2 separate regions of the Zea mays genome follow, and region 1 is linked to region 2. The links are chromatin contacts, called in public Hi-C maps. All regions are on one chromosome and are shown on one strand. The core of a region is the stretch at or near the end of the contact, and the rest is flanking DNA. Distances in the headings are between cores, read along the strand shown. Region 1 holds the start of LOC103646432 (a long non-coding RNA gene). Region 2 holds the start of LOC100278796 (acyl-coenzyme A thioesterase 13).

Region 1 (7,193 bases), core at 3,210-5,709, 120 kb after region 2:
AGTTCTACCCTTAAGTGTCATTTCTATTCATGTACTTTCATACTATAGCAAACAGAACATGTCGACCAAGTCACCACATTCTGCTTGGGGGCAAGAAAATGGCGGCCATATCCACGCTCTTCTATCTTAAGGAACTCTAGCGTACTCACCTGTCCTAAGATACATCTACGCCCAGAAGGACCCAGTGGCCACGACTACGATAACTCGGAATGACCAATCACAAGGACTCACTAGCAAAATAACATTAAAATAAAAGCACAACATTCATTCAGCTCCATCGTCTAAGTTCATTTACAAAAGAACTGAAGATGACTAGGGCTCGCCTAATGCTTCATGGATTTGGAGGCCGGGTCAGAATGAACTTCGTGTCAATAAGGCTCGCGATCGACCAGGCATGAGGGCGTACTTGTTCTTCAATGTCATCCAACTCCTCATCGCTACGGCCAGCAGCAAAGCCCTCCACGATCACAGTGGCATCAATCTCATCGAAGTTGGAGACCATCTGCCCAATGGCCATGCTGCTCCAGTGGAACGCACCTTCGACGACGACGCGCTCCACGTGGCAGGGCATCGCATGCAGCCAATTGATCAGACGAACCATGATCGGTGTCAGAGGAGAGAGGTGGGCACACACCGTGCCCATAGCTAGCCGAAGAGCCTAACGCTCCGTGCTTCACTCTAAGAGCGAGTTCTCTCCCTGGACCTGTGTGGCGACAACATCATCATCGGCAAGCGCGGGCTTGCACATCTCGTCCTCCGTCGCCTTCTTCAGCTCCTCCACCACTTTCCCGGTGTCTTGGGCATTAGAGAACATTTTCTGGAGCTCTGTGGAAGGAAAGGCTTGAGCAACCTAGAGTGTCAGTTGACAGAAACACACAACCAAAAGAAGGACTTACCTTCGACCGCCTTGCGCTCTCTTGAGAGCTCCAAGTTTGCCTCCTCTAGGCAAGCATTTTCCACCCTCAGGGTCCACTCGGCCTCCTTGGCCCAATGATTCAACTCATGCATGTCCCCCTGAAGATGGCCCCTCTCCTCTCGAAGGAGGTTCGCGCTGCTCCGCGCTCGCTACGTTGCGTGCGCAAGCACATCACCTCTCCACAAAGCCTTTCAGCCTCAGCACGAAGTGAGGCGAGCTCGTGCTTTCTCTCCTCCGAATGGGAGACCTCCGCATGCAGCTGCTCCACCTTCTGTCATGCAGTTAGCAACACCTCCCTCTGTGCCATCGATCGATAAAATAGGCGCTACAGAAAGCGATCAGACAATCACCAAAATGTTGGTAAAAAACAACGAGTAAAAATCAACAACGGGAAGAATGTTCACCTGGCCGATGGGGAGCAGGTCCCACATCATCATAGTGCAGGCTATCAACATCGCCTCCTCGAAATTGTCGAGGCAGCGCTCAATAGTCTCTAGACCTTTGTCAGCTCTAGCAGATGCTCCCTCGATGAGCTGCCATTGCTCCACATCCATATCCTCTCCTTCCAGGCCTTCGAGAATGATGGGGTGACCCCTCGGAACCTTATCCGAGAATGGGCAGCGCAGGGAGCACCACTCCCCGAGAAGAGGAGGGAGGGATGTCCGGTGAAGGCTAGGTCTTATCCGAGAATGGGCAGCGCAGGGAGCACCACTCCCCGAGAAGAGGAGGGAGGGATGTCCGGTGAAGGCTAGGTCTGGGCGACTGGGCCCCAACAACCCCCACTGCCGCAACACCTGAAGGCAAAGGGTCGAGGGCAGCGAGAATGGGACGACAAGTGTCGCGCCTAGCACCGGAGCCACACCAGGGGCAACCTATGCGACCACTTCAACTTCCTCTTGGGGACTAGTTTGGGTACTCTAGTATTGAAGTGGTTTAGAGGGATTGGAGAGTGTATAAATCCCCAATAGATCAAAAACTCTCATAATACATCTCAATCCACTCTAATCCCTTTCATTACTAGAGTACCCAAACTAGCCCTGGATGGATAGAGGAACCATCAACCTTAGGAGGAACCGCGCCGAGGGCGGACATGCTTGGGTCCCCTTGAACGACCAGCGAGGTTGGTGTGGTCGGTATGGGAGGGGTGTTCATCACCACAATAGTCGGCCCCTCCCTTTGTCGCGAGGGTCGCTTCCTTCACCATCTTGCACGACATGTACACACTGACGAAAAAACCAAATAAGAGCTCAGAACAAGGACATAGGCAGAAACAAAAGCAGTGAGAAAGCTTGGAGTATCACGAGGAACGCTTCCGAGCGGTGGGCCTCCTCTATGCTAAGGCCTTGTTTGGATAAAGAGGGATTGAAGTAGATTGAAGTGTATTTTAGGGATTGAAAGGGAAATTAGTTCATATTACACTTCAATACACCTTATACCACCTCAATCCACTCCAATCCAAGATTACCCAAACAAGCCCTAAAGGAACTACCACCGCCAACACGGAGGATGCTGGGGGAGGCGTTGTCACCAGCTCCTTCCCCTTGCGACGCTTCGATGGCGCAATGGGCGACAGAGGGTGCGATGCCACCAGCACCGTTCCCCTCGCCATGCCCAACCGACGTAGCAGGAGCGGAGGATGACACCATTGCCTCGACACTTTCCTCGCGATGCTCCGCAGGCGCCACGAGTGAAGCGGGGTCCACCGCCAGCTCTTCCCTTGGGGCCGGGGCACTTGAGCTAGCCTTGGCATCGCCATAGTGGGACGACCCGCTCACTGACGCTAGGGGCCCAATCCCGTTGGAGGCCGTGGAGCTCATGTCCTCCGTGTCGGTCGAAGGAGTATCTAGATCGAGTGAGAACTAACACTAAGGCTTGATTTGGTGACAAGGGAAACCCGAGAGGATTGGAGGGGATTGAGAGGGAAATAAACTAATTTCCCCCTCAATCTCCTTCGATCCTCCCGGGATCCCGGCTCACCAAATCAGCCCTAAGGGACTCTCTGGGATCCGAAGATACCTTGCACATTTCGAGTGCCACGTAGGATGTGGGCATGCCTCTTGAGTATCAAGGCGCTAGGTAGTTCGCTAATTATTGCGACGAGTGTCTGCCTGTCATGCATCACCAAAGTCCGTCACCGATATGAGGGCATGTACAACGAAGAGATATTAGATCAGTTTTCTAAATACAAGAGACACCTAAGGAACTTCATAATACAACTATGATCTTTTGGATCATAAATACAGTTGAGAGACAATGTGTATGGAGAGTTGTGTAATGTGTAGAGATAGTCTCTTCGTGAAGAGCCTATCTCTTGTATTTATTCAATTAACCCATAGATACCCTTCAAGAGACCCCATATTAAATGAGGTTGTACAAGCCATGATACACCCCATCGCGCTAAATGTGTGGTCAAGTCTTGGTCCCCTCGACGTGTCCTAGTTGTCGACTAGCTGAACCGTTCTTTCTAGAAAGTGGATAATTGTTGACCATTGGGAGTTGGGATGTTAAGGCATGTAATACCCCCAGACCTTATATCGATTTTCCAAGAGACAACTAAGAAATTGCATAATACAATCTTGAGTCCTCTAAATCATAAGTGCAGTTAAGAGACAATATATAGAGAGAGTTGTGTATATACGTACTTTTCGTGAAGAGTTGTCTCTTGTACTTTTTCCAATTAACCCCGACTCCTCAAGAGACCATACATTAAATAATGTTGTACGTGCCTCTAGTGTAGTATTATTTAGAGAGTTCTACGACACAAATTTCAAGACTGTTATATTCTATAAAATAAAATAAAATATAGATGAAACATTTATCTTTAATAGTAAGTTTTATTCTATAATTTTATAATTCATAGATAAATAGTAACCATGAGAGAAGAGTTTTATTTATATAAAACTTGTTATTTCTTTTTTTATTAAAAATAATACTCCCTCTGTCTCAAATTAGAATTCGTCTCACTTTTATGTGCCACGTTTGAACGGTTCGTCCTATTCATTTTTTTGAATTTTTTTTAAAGACACATTTAAAGTATATTATATGCTAAACAATATCACCGTAAAAATTAAATAATAATTATGAATTTTATAAATAAGACAAACCGGTCAAACTTAGGGTAAAAAAATCAAATGAATTATAAATTGAAACCGAGAAAATATTATATTATATAACAGATTATTTTTAAATACAAATAAAACTCTCATTAGGGGCCGGTAAGGTGTGCTGTACTGCTTTGCCATCCATCGCCAACGAAGTGAAGCGCCTATTCTGCTGCTCATGGCCCATGGACACGGAAAACAGTGGGATTTAAATGGGGGAGCACGGCGACAGGCGACACCGCGACAGCACAAGATAGCCGGAGGATTTGAAGATGGCAACGGCACTCAAATCGTGCCTGCACGCAGGTAGCCCACCACATGCGTCATTGTATTGTACATGTACCGGCGCACTGTCGCCGTACAGGTCGTGCACGCATCTCGGGTCCAAGGAGCGTTTATTGTAGCGTGAGCACCGCTGACGCCCGTGCCCCTTGCTGTCGTGTCGAGCCCCGGTTCGGCTTCGCGTCCTCGACTCCTCGGCTCCAAACCCGAGTTACGTCCCGTGGTACGGGGGTTGGTGGGCGGGTAGCTGACGGTTCGGCAGCTTCGGGGCTCGCCGCTGCCAACGGCCGACCGCAGTTCTCAGTGCCGGAGGGTGGACACCACTATATGTACGTACATATTTTTTTTAAAAAAATATCTATATATTATATTTATTTAACAGCGTTTTTATAACTAATTCTCTATACGGCACAGATTTATATTAAAATACACTTCTCTTCGGTTTTTTATACATTTATATTTATCATATCCTTAAATATCTTATGTATATATTTTAGTTTACTTAATCCTTTGTCTAAAATATAGAAAAGAATAGAGAAGAAAGATATAGAGAGGAGATGAAAGAGTATCAAGGAGGTTTTAGAGAAAACTGTTTAAAATTATAAAGAAAAGAATCTTTTCTACATTTAGGATAGAAGAACATATAAAGTTCCATCTCAGATAGCCTGGCTGCGTTGAATGATAAAAGTAGATCTGGCAGCCGCTCACACGGTGTAGTCCTATCCTTAGAACGACTATTCTACTATATGTTAGCGATCCTACAGTCAGCACGACTTTGATATCACTTATGTCACATCTGGTTTTAGAAGGCAAACCGAATGCAAACCATGTACGTGTCAGGATCAGCAATCCACGTACACAGTAGTTACATAATCAGACATCATCAAACAGTGCTCGAATAATAACATAAAAGAGGGTAATAGTTAATTACATCATGATGTCCGAGACATCCACATAATTAATAACAATTATCAAAGTGCGAAAACGAAAAGTAGATAAACACGGGGTTTGCCGCTAACCCACGCCTAGAACTCGTCGTACACATGAAACTCCTGGAAGTCCTCCTCCATGACTTCATCTTCTCTAAAAAAATATATACTATGTCCATGATTCCCAAAACTAGCCTCGGAGTTATTTTCATGATACTATCTTCAGTCATATCCTCTATATTCTCTTTTATAGACTCTAATATATTTACTATATTATATCTCATTTCTCTCGAGCAATATTCTCCATATCTCGTATGTACGTTACTAGTTAGATGTTCGTGTCGTGCATTGATACAGTTTCTATATATCAAACAGATAGACCTTGCTTAAATGAAATATTTATACAAACACGATCCAAATCCATAAATTTCTAGATCGCATCAAAGGAAGACAATCGAGGACTGGGACATGGTCAACACACACCGGTAGTCGGGCACGCCTCTAGATCTAACCAAACCAATGTCGAGTTAGGTGTACGGCAGTGCCATCCCTAATGGTGCGGCGGATCTGACGGTGCGCCTCACACGAATCTGAACGGGCGATGACGCCCTCGGATAGCGCGGTGCACCTGCGATTTTTCCCTAGAGATGATAGGTGACGGTGTGATGAGGAGAGAGATTGAGATAACGGACTATGAGGTATGTGGTGAGATGAGATAAAGTTTTTTCTCGTTTTTTTTTCACTCCCGAGATCAGGGATGACAAGGGCTGAGATACTAGACTATAGATGGTCAAATGAGTCGTGTCTGATGAGCCGGCCTGCCCGAGTCACGTCACATTTAATAGTGTCCAGCTCGACACAATTCAAAGTTGACTCATGCCGGTCAGTCTCAAGAATTGTGTGTGTCAGAGCACTCATCTCGGCTCGTGTAGTAGTCCATCCCGGAACGATTATTTTTATTTTCAAATTATTAGTGTATATATATATACAACATCTATTATTTGTATTGCACAATATTTACAATATTTATTACTTTTATATAATAAATGGAAGAGAATGTATCTGGTGCAAACCAACCTCTCCATGCAATCGTGCAAACTTCTAATCTGAACAAAATGATGTTGATCTAAAAGATGTAGGGACGTGGATAATTTTACACTTAACCGCCCGTTGTTAATCACACTTTTTCAAATTCCCCCTCCAACTCCTCCGCACGTCCCCTTATACTAACATCATGTGGTTCAGATTACAAGTTTGCACGGTTGCACGGAACTCGGAAGGGTTGGTTTGCACCAGATATGTTCCCTAAATGGAAATGTACTTTAGTGGTTACAAGATAAGCCTTGCTATTTCGATGTCATGGATTCCATGTATAAAAGATGGAGGATCGTTCTCTATAATATAGTTAAAGGATGCTTTAGAGGATAATATTAAAACGTACGTATTAGAAACAATTTTGTTTAAATATAGTGCAGGAGACTCTGATCGGAGTCGGTCTCAATCGCGACGTGACGTCAACAGTCAGCACCGTCCGAAACACGGCCTTAATTTCGGCAGGTAGAGATGGCCGGGGCAGCGGACGAGCTGTGTACTGTGCGTGTGCGGCGCGTGGCAGTGGACTGCTGGACTCGCTGATCTAGCTCGTGTGTCACTGTTGACCCAAAGTATTCTAGAATCTGGGTGCGGGCAATCATGTACGCATCTTCTTCAACGGCACTTTACACTTGTACAGTGTGTGTGCCATTGCCATGGCCGGACATGGGCCCGAGCAAACAGAGTCGCACTGCACTGTCCGGCGGCTACTGCCTCTGCTCCGGTAGTCTGGTCCCATCAACACTACTGTACTGATGGACTGACGGTGGGTGGGTCCATCCCGAAGCCCCGAAGTCCAGAACCAGTGTTTTTTTTTGTTTTGACAACATCATACAACTTATATACAATTTATATAAAATGAAATATAAAAAC
Region 2 (6,884 bases), core at 4,107-6,606:
CCCTTTTATAGTCGTAAGGAGAGGATCCAGGTGTACAATGGGGGGTGTAGCAGAGTGCTACGTGTCTAGCGGAGGGAGAGCTAGCGCCCTAGGTACATGCCAATGTGGCAGCCGGAGAGATCTGGGCACCCTGCTGGCGTGATGTCGTGGCTGTCGGAGGTGCGGCGGAGCCTGGCGGAGGGACAGCTGTTGGAGCGGTCGAGTCCCTGCTGACGTCGTCCTGCTTCCGTAAGAGAGCTGGGGGCCGCCGTCGTCATAGAGCTTGTGGAGCGCCATCATTGCCCCTCCGGCGGAGCTGGCCGGATGGGACGCCGGTCTTGTTCTCCGTGACCCGAGTCGATTCGGGGTAGGATGATGATGGCGCTTCCTGTTGACGTGGCGGTCTGTGCCCTAGGCAGGGCGACGTGGGGGTTCCTCCGAAGCCGAGGTTGAGTCTGTCTTCCGTTGCCGTGGCCGAGCCCGAGCCAAGGGGTCGGGCGAGGCGGAAGTCGTTCGGCCGAGGCCAGGGCGGAGTCCGAGCCCTGGGGTCGGGCGAAGCGGAGTTTCGTCATCTTCCGGGTGTTAGCCCGAGTCCGAGCCCTGGGGTCGGGCGGAGCGGAGTTCGCCGTCTTTCGGGTCTTAGCCCGAGTCCGAGCCCTGGGGTCGGGCGGAGCGGAGTTCGCCGTCTTCCGGGTCTTAGCCCGAGTCCGAGCCCTGGGGTCGGGCGGAGCGGAGTTCGCCGTCTTCCGGGTCTTAGCCCGAGTCCGAGCCCTGGGGTCGGGCGGAGCGGAGTTCGCCGTCTTCCGGGTCTTAGCCCGAGTCCGAGCCCTGGGGTCGGGCGGAGCGGAGTTCGCCGTGGCGCCTTTGGCAAGGCCTGACTGCCTGTCAGACTCACTCTGTCGAGTGGCACTGCAGTCGGAGTGGCGCAGGCGGCGCTGTCCTTCTGTCAGACTGGCCAGTGGAGCGGTGGAGTGACGGCGGTCACTTCGGCTCTGCCGGGGGCGCGTGTCAGGATAAAGGTGTCAGGCCACCTTTGCGTTAAATGCCCCTGCAATTTGGTCAGTCGGTGTGGCGATTTAGTCAAGGTTGCTTCTGAGCGAAGCCAAGGCCTCGGGCGAGCCGGTGATGTGTCCGCCATAAAAGGGGGGCCTCGGGCGAGACGGAAGTCTCTCGAGGTCGGCTGCCCTTGGCCGAGGCTAGGCTCGGGTGAAGCGTGATCGAGTCACTCGTGTGGACTGATCCCTGACTTAATCGTACCCATCAGGTCTTTGCAGCTTTATGCTGATGGGGGTTACCAGCTGAGAATTAGGCGTCTTGAGGGTACCCCTAATTATGGTCCCCGACAAGTTCCCTCTTCATCTGCTACGGATGAGATTGTTCTGAAGCAGAATACGGATCCGGGACGGAGGGTGATCTTGTTGTGGAAGGTGACGGCCATTGAGCTAGCTTGGAACGTCGACACACCCCCTACCTGGCGTGCCAGCTGTCGGTGTTTTGGGTCCGACCGCACACCCGGGGTTGCCCCTCAAGGTGTTTTTAAGAGTAGGACAGTGTCGACGACTGTAGCAAAATGGTTCGTGCCAATTGCACGAGGGACAGTGGACAAGGTTTACAGGTTCGGGCCGCTTAGAGACGCGTAACACCCTACGTCCTGGTGAGTATGCTGAGTAAATGAGGTTACAAGAGAGCTCTCTGAATTGAGAATGCAGAGAGTTGAAGTGGGTGACTAAGTAATAGGGTCGATCGTTCTGAAGGGGTGCCCTCTAGGCCTTATATACTCGACCGTGGGGCAATACACGTGGATATGATAACAATGTGTAGCTAAAAGATAGTGAACTGTTTGAGTTTATCTCCTTGTAGTTCTGCCGACTTATCCTCGCATGGCTCCGTTGCATGGGGGCTCCAGCGCGGGAAAGTCGAATCTCTGTTGTGGTCGCTTGCTCGACGTTGTGGGCCATCCGGGTTTGCACCAATCCGGCCCCATGTCGATCTGCTTTGCTGGTTGTCCCTCCCCAGGCCCACGAAAGAATGACCTTACGATTTATTGGGCCCTTGGGCCTTTCGTGAGGTCTTTTACTCTTTTAGTGGACCCGGGGGATATCTATCCCCCACAGGGTGAATGTTTGAAACCTAAAAATTAATCACTTACAACAAAAATTGATCACAAATTAGTCATTTAGAGCAAGAGGTACAATAAATGGAGTTGAAGAGAGGAGTTTTTCTTGCAATGTGTTGCTCAAATGAGTGCAGAATAAACTTAGGGAGCAACACTTAAGGATTTGAATGAAGATCAAAGCAGGAGAACGTTAGAGAGGAAGAGGGGAAACAAATCGCAAACAATCAAACACAAAGACACGAGGATTTGTTTATCGGAGTCAGATTCTAAACAAAATCTACGTCTCCGTTGAGGGGTCCTAAGGGACCAGGTCTCTTTCAACCCTTTCAAGTGATTCCAAAGATCAAACTTAAGTCCTCTCACTTTTCTTGATTGAGAGACTTAAATCTCCGTGAGGTATGTCACACACATCAAAGCCTCTCGCTAGCTTTACAATGGATGGGAGTCAAAACTCCAAACACAAGATCACAGCACACAATCTCCTCTAAGTCACTCTCACAAGGCACGATCACAATTCTAACGAGAACGGCTATTGCTTGCTTGATTCTCACTATTGTGACACTTGGGAGGCTTTTTATCACTTGGAGTGTTGCTATTAAATGTAGCAATGAGTGCTCAACTCTTGGGTATTGAATGGGCTAGTTGGGGTGTATCTATAGCCCCAACCACCCAAATAGTCGTTGGGGATTAAAACGTTTACAACCATATTCTATACTTGCTAGAGATGTTATGATTGTCCATGTGTCTACTATATCTTCATAATCCACTTTCAATCTAGCTAGTAGGGTGCTCGAGCAGCGGCGACGACGATTGACAACAAACATGGTGGAGGTGCTCTCTTGCATCAAAGACTGGGAATTGGCTAACCAACACAAGCAACACACTGTGGAGAAGAAAACCAAGGAACTTGAATCGGCTTTTGAAGCTACGTACCTAGATGATGAGCAACAAGTATCACCAGGGAGCAAGAGAAAGGAGGGAGGATCTGCAGCAGGTAGCATTAATAAGAAGGACAAGTCACTTGTTCTTGAACAAAGAGGGAGGAGCAGCAAGGAACCATTACCAGGAAGTTCTAGTGCCAAACAAGCTTGAAATGCTTCTGGTTTTACATCTATTTATGTTTTTTTGTATAATATCTATGGACATGTACTGTGAACTGTACTACGAACTTTATAAGGAGTTGGGTGTACTCTTTTTCTTCCTAGGTTTTCTCACGAGGTATGAGTTTTTACCTAGGAAGGTTTTTAATAAGGTATCATTGCACTAAGGCTCCAAATTAATTATCTATTTGGCTAATTGTCCTGTTCTGTGATAAATGTTGAAATGATTGTCTTATGTAGTACAATGAAATTTTGAGATGCATTGTGTGTATAATTCTGTGTTTTCTGTATAATTATGTGATTTTGTATTTCTATTCATGGTCCGGACTCGGCACGTCATTGCCGGGCTAACCGTACTCTCGATCCGGCCCGGCCCACGAAGATGTTGGCGTGTCGGGTCTAGGCTGCCAGTTTAGCCCGCGTGTTACCCTGACTCGACACGGGAGCGATATTCGTGTCGTGCCTGTATACAGTGCCGACACGCATAGTTAAATATGTATAGTGGCGATGAACACGAGCACAAGGGAGAGGATGAGCGCGGACACGAGTGGAGGTGGAGCCTGAATGCCAGAACTGGGTTGGTCGTCGTCAGGGTCAGTGCCCATGGCCTCGAGCAGGATCACAACCATCAACGGCAGCAGCGTCAGCGTCACCAGGGGCCAGGGGTGATGAGGTAGTGGTATTCCAGCTTGACGTACTTGAGGTTCACCCTGTGGAGGAAGTCCATCAGCCGTTGGTGGGTGATGAGGTCGTCGCTGTGGAGCTAACACGGCGTCGCCGCCGACGACGGGGTGGCACTCGTGCACCTCTAATCCATCATTCCTCGTCCGCCTAGATCTGAAAGCGGAGTGCGAGTCAAAGGCGTGGACTGGCAGGCGTTTCCGATTGATAGCTAACGTGGGAACGATAGCAAAAGACTAAACATCCGATTATTATAGTACAAGGAATCCAATTGCAAGGTTTGACATACTAATTTTACAAAGCCCATTGTTCGGGATACCAGCAATCCAAAACAAACTCATCAGAAATATAGCCAATGTCTGTCTCAAGTTCTGACTCCTAAGCACCGCATGGCAACAATTTAGAAGAATGCAGTACTGAACTTTTGAACCCAATGCACTAGTTCGAATTATATGTATATTATTTTCTCCCTAAATGCTACATACAGAGGCATTCTAGGTTCAAGATACTTTGGACCCTCTCCAACCATTCACTGGACATCGCCCTCTCTCCCGTGCGTGTACGAAAACGATGAATTATTGTCCAGTGGTGCCCCCTCGCGAGAGGGAGAGCCTCTGCTCATGCCATGAAAGGGAAGTTCTAGGGGGCGTTTGGTTTAAGAAATCATTCCATCCAAAATGAGATGGTGCATCATGGATCTATTTCTCAAATTTGGTGGAATGATCTCAATCCTCATATTAGTACTAACTAATTAACTATGAAGAATGAGCTGGTGATGGATCAACTCATTCCAATCCACAAACCAAACAAAAAAGTAAGGAGTGATAAGATGATGGACTAGCTCATCACTCAAACCAAACACACTACTAGTCTCCCCTTTCATTAACCAGCGCATTTAATTATTAAATTAACTTTTTTCAAGTTTAATTACCCGATAATAATATGTATTATAATACTACAAATATGGTAGTATTTTTTTCAAAACTCTAAAAACTGATGTAAATATGTTAAGGTCGTCTCCAGCGGCTCCTATATCACATCCCCTATTGCATCCATGTTTCAAATTTTATTCTACAAATAGTATAATCTATAGTTTTAGATTTCACATTTTACATGATCCACCGAACGTAGCCTAAATAGATCAATTAAGGAGTAAGGTGAGCTGAATAGAGAGAATGGTTGGAGAGGATATGCAATATGGAAAATAGTTAAGGAGTATTTAAATATGAATAGAAAGTACGAACGTGAGGATTCGAGAGGAGGAATGGTTGGAGTTAGGCTTAGAAACTTGTAAGACTAATGCCTATGCTCAGTCAAAATAGCATTAAGTTCAGGTTCGATATCAATACAATTCATGGACAGTTTACATCTCATTAACTATGCAGATCGAGTTATTAGGTCCAAGAAAAATAGGTTAATAGCTACACTAAGGGCTAGTTTGGTAGTCTCAAGACCGGAGGACCGGAGGAGATTGAAGAGGCTAAAATCCATCTCTTATTCAAGATTGAATAAGGAGAGAATTTTAGCCTCTCTAATTCTCTCCGGGTTTTAGACTTCCAAACTAGCTCTAAGGTATTTCATTTATTATGCGCTGTTTAAATAGGATAATTAAGCGAGTGCTATGAGAATTGAGATGTTGTTTTGGCGGCGACGACAAAGGGCTAAAAAACAATCTTGCCGCTCCAACCAATTCGTCTTGGTTGCCGACACGGCACCTCGTCGGAATCAGGTGGCGCGACCTCCTCGCCGGCCGGCGCGACACCACCATGGGCCCGGAAGCAGTGCGGAAAAGCCTGGAGCCCACCGCAACCGCCGAGGAAATCACTGGCTCCACCCCTGCGCGGCTCCACTTCTACGACCCCTTCGTCCTCAGCGGCGTCCGTATCGAAGCCGCCGAGCACGGCCGCCTCCTCTGCTCTTTCGTCGTCACCCCTCGCCTCGCGGTAAGCCTCGCACTCCCCTCCCTTTGCGACCTCGGTTTGAGATGGTGGCGACTGAGTGACTGACGAAACATATGAGCTTGCCTACTTGGTTCGATCTGTGGTGCCCTTGCAGAGTCCCGTGGGATACCTCCGCAGCGGTGTCACAGCGACGCTCGCCGACCAGCTGGGATCGGCTGTGTTCTTCTGCAGTGGGATCCCCAGCAGCGGGGTCTCCATCGAGATCAGCGTCTCCTTTGTCGACTCGGCTGCCGTCGGGGTAAGACCCTCTCTCTTGGATCACATTTCATGTTGTCTTCGATTATGGTATAAAAAAAAGTAGCTCGTGTGGAGATCGGAATCTATGATTGAACTGGATCGATTTTGCACTTGCTAGCGCTAGAGCTAGGCAATTGGGGAAAATCCCTTTTTTTGCTGAAGAAAATGGCATTCACTGCAAGTAATTGCTAAGGTGTGTAGTTTGTATTAAAATGAGGCTGCGTCGAGGTTTTAGCATGTTTTAGGCGAATGCCAGATTGATATGCTGTGGTTTGTCTCCTAAATTGCATCTGTCCATGATTGGTACAATTCGACTGTTTGCTTTCGTGCATGGATTTCTGGCTGTCAGAAACTGTGTCCAAGTTGTTATAGGACTGCACCTCAGGGATCTTCTCTATACTGGATACTAGTCAGTATTGTGAAGTTGGCGGATGAGTAGGACTGTAGGAGTGAGTTGGGGACGCTGAAATTTGCTTCCAGTTTGATGGAAGTTGTTAGATTTCTGCTTTTATTGTTTTCTGGCATTCTGAAATAAGTTATTAGCTTACCTGTCTAGTAGAGGCCAGAGCCCATAGCCCAGACTGTACATTTTGTGGTAATTAATGATGGTACAGCTTCAATAGTGACCTTGCTTCCTCCACCAACATTATGGAGTGGTGGTAAGCCGCGACTTCCCCACTACCAAAAAATCAGAAGCGCACATTCAACGGCATCGTGATTTACACAATGTGGAACCTCTCGAAGGAGAGAAATTGTAGGATTTTCGAAAGCGTCGCCCTTCCCCGGTCCAATTCGCCTTAAGAATTAAAG

Evidence for each region. A called contact is a pair of places that touch in the nucleus more often than the background predicts.
Region 1: a contact with region 2 is called in a Hi-C map of ear, with 1.9 times the contacts expected there. The contact joins the enhancer-like site here to the promoter of LOC100278796 in region 2. A contact is called at or near these places in 3 of 25 Hi-C or Micro-C datasets (ear, leaf and tassel).

The regions. Positions count from the first base shown.
Region 1 is chr2:51,077,727-51,084,919 of Zm-B73-REFERENCE-NAM-5.0, forward strand. LOC103646432 (a long non-coding RNA gene) reads right to left here and starts at 1,702. Exons shown (of 3, transcript XR_562193.3): 1 at 1,321-1,702; 2 at 897-1,241; 3 at 223-825. Within about 2 kb of position 4,460, at least 17 of the 20 cell types and tissues checked have an H3K27ac peak or open chromatin away from gene starts, as enhancers often do. A contact at or near this core is called in ear, leaf and tassel, where this site is marked.
Region 2 is chr2:50,954,200-50,961,083 of Zm-B73-REFERENCE-NAM-5.0, forward strand. LOC100278796 (acyl-coenzyme A thioesterase 13) reads left to right here and starts at 5,357. Exons shown (of 3, transcript XM_008671169.3): 1 at 5,357-5,819; 2 at 5,932-6,075. The coding sequence starts at 5,643.